Linked DNA regions of Oryctolagus cuniculus: region 2 is linked to region 1. The links are chromatin contacts, called in public Micro-C maps. All regions are on one chromosome and are shown on one strand. The core of a region is the stretch at or near the end of the contact, and the rest is flanking DNA. Distances in the headings are between cores, read along the strand shown.

Region 1 (2,700 bases), core at 31-2,530:
AGAGTCTTAGTCAATGTAAGAACCTTGGCTTGGAGTCAAAGCTGGAAGGGGGCTTCTGGCCCAACTTTGAAAATTTTATAGCAAAGACAAACAAGGCCCCAGGGAAGGAGCAAGTTCAGGGTTGCACTGCTGGGGGTCTGTAGTGGGGCCTGTCGTGGTTGTGAACATTTCCTAGGCTGTAGACACAGATGATCACAGCCCAAGTGACTTGTAACAGTAGTCGGTCCTGGCAGCTTCAAGTCCGGGGTGACACCATCTGCAGAGTCGGTTGCTCTGGTGCTGTTGGGGAAGGTCTGCTCCAGGCTCTCTCTTAGCTGCCAGCCATCGCCAGTGCTCCCGGGCGGCAGACACGTCGCTGTTCCCAGCCTCCGTCTTCACACAGCTGTCTCCATGGGTGTGTGTCTGTGCTTGTGTCTTCCATGACTGAGGGCATCACTCACTGGGCTAGGGCCTCCCCTGATCCAGCATGGCTGCATCCTCTCCTGTCTCCATCTGTTCAGGCCTGGTTTCCAATGAAGGCCACACTCTCAGGGTGCCTGGGGCCCAGGGCTGCAGCTGATTTTGGGGGTGAGAGGGAGGACACCGTTGACCTCACAGCAGGACCGTGGATGGCACCTGCTTCTAGGACTTGGAGGTGTGGCCCGCGCTGGCTCCCCTTGGGGTGTGGTTCTGTCTGGTGTGTCAGGTTGGACGCTCTCAGGGCAGTACTCATGACACCTGCACCTGCCGTAGACACCTGGCGGGTCCTGGGCGGTGTCTGTGTGTGAGGACGAGGACCGCAGCCCCCAGGCCTTCTGCTAAGACAGGTATTCACCGCGGCTCACAGACGCGTCATTTTCACTTTCTAGCTTTTTGTCACTGTTTCCCTTTTGGAAAGAGGCTTGGCCGTTCACAGGCGCTTCCGTTTTCCTCTCCTCTCTGTTTTATTAAACGGCCAGGCTGGCTCTGTGTCCCTACAGAGGCCCGTGCCTCACGCTGCCGTTTCATTTCTGATTGCTCTGGAAGTCCATTGTCGCTCTGGCCTCCTGACCGCCACCTGGCCTTTGGCCGCGTGCAGACTTTTCGTATCAGCATTTTGGGCGGGCTGCAGGGCCGCCCCGCGAGAGGCCATTGCTACTGAGGTTTGGGAGCCTGGGCCTGCAGGTGGGGGGAAGGCTGGCTCTGGGGCTCCATATTTAGTCTGGAATCCAGCCCCAGCTGCTGCTCCGAGGCCACGGTGGATGCCAGAAAGGGTGGAGTGCTGGCCCTGAGCCAGCGCCGCGTGGCCTGCCGGGCAGCATAGCTGGGACTCCTGGGCCTGTCCCGAGCAGCCGGAGCTCTTCCCTGCCAGTGCTATGACCAGGGGCAGGCAGAGGAGGGAGCATACGTCTCAGAATTAGGATCAGGACTGGGAAGGGCCTTTGAGGTGAAGTAACTCAATGTCCCCTCTCACACAGATGGAACACAGGTGACCCCAAAAGGGGACTTGCTCAAGGTCACACTGTTAGGGGCAGAGCTGCTGGAATTGGGTTTCTGGATGTCAAGTGCTTTGCTCTTCCCTGGGACCGTGCTGCCTGGGAGGCCCTGCGCCCGTCAGGCTGGGTCTGGTCCAGGGACAAGCACCCCTGTCAGCACCCGCAGTGGAGCCGACAGACATCAAGTTCACATGTGCTCATGCCACCCTCTCTGTGCTGCCTTCCAGTTCCCATCAGACCCTCTGCCCTGTGCTTTGACTCCTGCTCACGTTAGTTGTTTAATACCATAGTGTGGCCGTCAGATGTCCAGGTTAGCATGGACGATAGCCACAGAGTGAGACTTGGGATCAGACACAGTAGGGCATGCTGTGAGGTGTGCAGGGGTGGAAGTAGGTAGACCCTGGATGTGGGGAAGTCCCCAGTGCCTGCTCTCTGTCCTCATGAGCTCAGAGTATCCCAGCTCCTGTCTGGTGCCTGTCCTGCCTCCCTCATCCATGCTGACCTGCCAAACCTGCTCAGGAACTGTTGCCATGGCCTCGCTCATTACCCTCACCCCTCCAGGCAGAGTCATCTGGCCATGCCACCTTCTGGTCTCTTGGCTGGGTGGGGTGGGCTGCCCTTGGGTGTGGTGCCTGCTGCCCCAGACGGGGCCCGCCCACTGGTGTGGGACAACCAGGTCTGGATCTGAGCAGGACCCACGGACAGGGGTCAGCACTGTGACAGCAGGTTCTGTGGCCCCATGTCCGGGACATGCCCTTACCTGCTGTGGGGTCTCAGGTTTCCCCAGGTCTGAGATGGAATCTGACTTTCAGATTGAAGCAGGACTGAAGAGCCTGGCACAGTGGCACTGTGACCCCAGTGCCACTCACAGGGGCACAGTGGCAGTGCTCACTGCCTCCCCCAGTCCTGGCTGCAGCCCTGGGGGGGTGGGCGGGGCCTGTGCCATCAGCCTCACTCGACAGATGTGGAGACTGATGGTACACATGATCCCGTGTTCCCCGCCCTCTGGATTCCTGCTGCTGCCTTCTTGGCGGGTCTCCCCCTTGCTGAAGTCCGCCTAGATTCCAGCACGTCAAGGTCAGGAGGCCTCCAGCTGCCAGGCACCACACCCCCCAGGGAGTAGGGCTGATGTAACTCTCCCTAGCATCTCCCTCCTATGGGAGGCAAAGAGTGGAGGTAAGAAGTCAAGTGCAGAGAGGAGTAAGCACCGGCAGGGAGTGCTGTCACTCCCAGGACTCCCAACTGC
Region 2 (2,700 bases), core at 153-2,652, 89 kb before region 1:
CACGTTGGACTTCAGACCCGGGAGCTGATGCTGGAACAAGCTAAGACCCTGGGGACCAGGGAGAAAGCGTTAATGTGCTTTTTACACTGAGGCAGGACAGGAGGTGGGGGCAGGACGGGATGCAATGGGCCCCATGTTTGTGTCCCCGTCCCCTCCGGATGAACACGTTGACACTCTCGCTCTGAATGCGGTGGTATTGGAGGCAGGGCCTGCGGGAGGTGCTTACAGCGAGAGGAGGTCTTGAGTGTGGGAGCTTGCTGACGGCTTAGAGACCTACAGGAAGAGACGCCAGAGGGCTGGCGCTTGCTCTTTCTGAACAGGCAGAAAGGGAGGTGGTTCGAGCATGGGGAGTGGGGACTGCGGCTGCCTACAGACCTAGGGACCAGTGCTCTGAGGGCAGCGACCTTGGTGGCACCGTGACCCGAGACTTCCGGCCTGCAGAACTGGGAGGAAGCTAAGTGTCTGTTGTTTAAGCTGCCCTGTCTGTGGCATGTAGTCATGGCTCCCAGGCAGTCAAGGACAGATACACACTGTATGATACATTTACATGGAGCTCTCAAATCCGCAACTCTGCCATGTGTTGTCCGGGAAGACATATCCTAGGCGGTAACGGAAATGATGCCCACGAAGGAGAGACACCAAAGTCCGCACAGCGGGTCCCTTTCCACGGGGGCGGCCACGGAGGGTTGCAGCCCCGTCTCGGATGTCCGAATCCACAAAAGCTCAAGTCCCACTTACACAACGGCCTGCTGTTTGCAGCAAATCTATGCCTATGTCGCCATACACGTTCTTTTTTGAGCTTATTAATTTTTTTTAGATTGGAAAAGCAGAGCAGGAGGGAGCACGAGAGAACTCTCTCATGCAGTGGTTCACGTCCCAGATGCTCCCAACATCCAGGGTTGGGCCAGGCTGGGCCTGGAACTCCATTCGGGTCTTCCACATGAGTGCCAGGGACTCCCAGCACTTGAAGCATCGCCCACTGCTTTCCCGGCGCATCAGCAGGAAGGCAGATCGGAAGCAGGGCAGCCAGGACTCAAACTGGCATTCGGATAGGGTGATGGCCCAGATTCCTGGGTCCCTGCCACCCACGTGGGAGGCCTGGGTTGAGCTCCCATTGGGAGAGTAAGCCAGAGGATGAGGGATCTGTGTCTGTGTCTGTCTCTTTCTGCCTTTCAAATAAATAAAACTTTCAAAAAGCAAGCCGTGCTCACTATTTACTAAGTCCCTCTGCAAACCAGGGAACTGCAGCTCAGAGACACACCGGCTTGTCCAGGATCACACAGCAAAGAACGCCCACGCGTCCTGTGGGAGCTCCGCAAAGGCAGGGCGCTGTGTGCACTCCTGTGTCTCCCACCGCCACCGGCCGCGGGCTCCCGAGCAGGACGGCCGCTGTGAAGGCTGCGCAGATGAGCGCCCCCTGGGCCACGGCTGTCCGCCACCGGCCCTCAGCCAGCCGCCCTGGGCCCGGCCTTGCACTTACTACAAGGCTCCACTAGGTGGCGCTATTACTTTTTTTTTCTGTTGCATGACAGCGACTTGGCTGCTTGACCCTGTTCAAAGCCCGGTTCAGTGGGTTGATTTTCTAGGATGGCTTAGGAGAACCAGACCCCTGTAGCTAAATCCTGCACGCATGAGAGTGAGGAGAGGTCTGCATGCCTTTGCACTAGTAACAGTCAACACCAACAAATGCTTTGTCGGCGCAAGATACTGTACACACTCTGCAATATTAACTCATGCCTCGGTACAACCCACGGGATAAGTACAGAAGAACAGAGAGGGTGAGTAACTTGCCTAAGGCCACAGCCTGTAGCTTGGTCACTGGGATCCTTCAGTCCTCATGACTGTGGCCATGCCTATTTTGCAAATGTGGAAACCAGGCTCAGGAAAATTAAGAGGCCCGGAGTTACACGAGGGGACTCTTTATTTTTTAAATTTTTTTTTTACAGGCAGAGTTAGACAGTGAGAGAGACAGAGAGAAAGGTCTTCCTTTTTCTGTTGGTTCACCCCCCAAGTGGCCGCTATGGCCGGCGCACTGCGCTGATCCAAAGCCAGGAGCCAGGTGCTTCTCCTGGTCTCCCATGCGGGTGCAGGGCCCAAGCACCTGGGCCATCCTCCACTGCACTCTCTGTCTGCAGCAGAGAGCTGGCCTGGAAGAGGGGCAACCGGGACAGAATCCAGCGCCCCGACCGGGACTAGAACCCGGTGTGCCGGCGCCACAGGCGGAGGATTAGCCTAGTGAGCCGCAGCGCCGGCACAATGGGACTCTAAAAACTGGGATTAAAGATGAGCTTCTTTGGGTGCAAAAACAATTGAAGTCCCTGCATGGTGTTTTTTCACAGTACATCATCTACAGGAGCTTTTCCAAGCCCCTTGTATGGTGGCAGGAGCAGAATTCACACCCAGACCTATTGACTCCGAACACAGCCCTCCCGTGAGAGGTCGTGAAGACCGGGACACAGGTAGGGTCCTGTGTCCTTGCCCCACGTGTGTGACACACGCAGGCTCGGAGGCACCGGAGGATCGTGCACGCCACGCTGCATTGTGGACAGGCCTGAGCTGCTCTGAGCTCTTCCAGCTTTGGAGGGAAGAGAGGAACTGCGAAGGATGTGCACCCCTTCCTCGGGGCGCGTGCAGGGGAGACACCGCCCCCTCCAACTCAAGAGCAGGAGGGGGCGTGTGAGTCAGGGCACTGGAAGGCGG

Evidence for each region. A called contact is a pair of places that touch in the nucleus more often than the background predicts.
Region 2: a contact with region 1 is called in a Micro-C map of ear pinna, with 3 times the contacts expected there. The contact joins two enhancer-like sites. A contact is called at or near these places in 2 of 6 Hi-C or Micro-C datasets (ear pinna and an unstated tissue).

The regions. Positions count from the first base shown.
Region 1 is chr10:29,228,396-29,231,095 of mOryCun1.1, reverse strand. The region is part of intron 2 of CTIF (cap binding complex dependent translation initiation factor); the gene reads left to right. Among named protein-coding and RNA genes, the nearest start is that of CTIF, 65 kb to the left of the region's middle. Within about 2 kb of position 1,280, at least 6 of the 8 cell types and tissues checked have an H3K27ac peak or open chromatin away from gene starts, as enhancers often do.
Region 2 is chr10:29,317,538-29,320,237 of mOryCun1.1, reverse strand. No RefSeq gene overlaps it. Among named protein-coding and RNA genes, the nearest start is that of CTIF, 24 kb to the right of the region's middle. Within about 2 kb of position 1,402, at least 1 of the 8 cell types and tissues checked has an H3K27ac peak or open chromatin away from gene starts, as enhancers often do.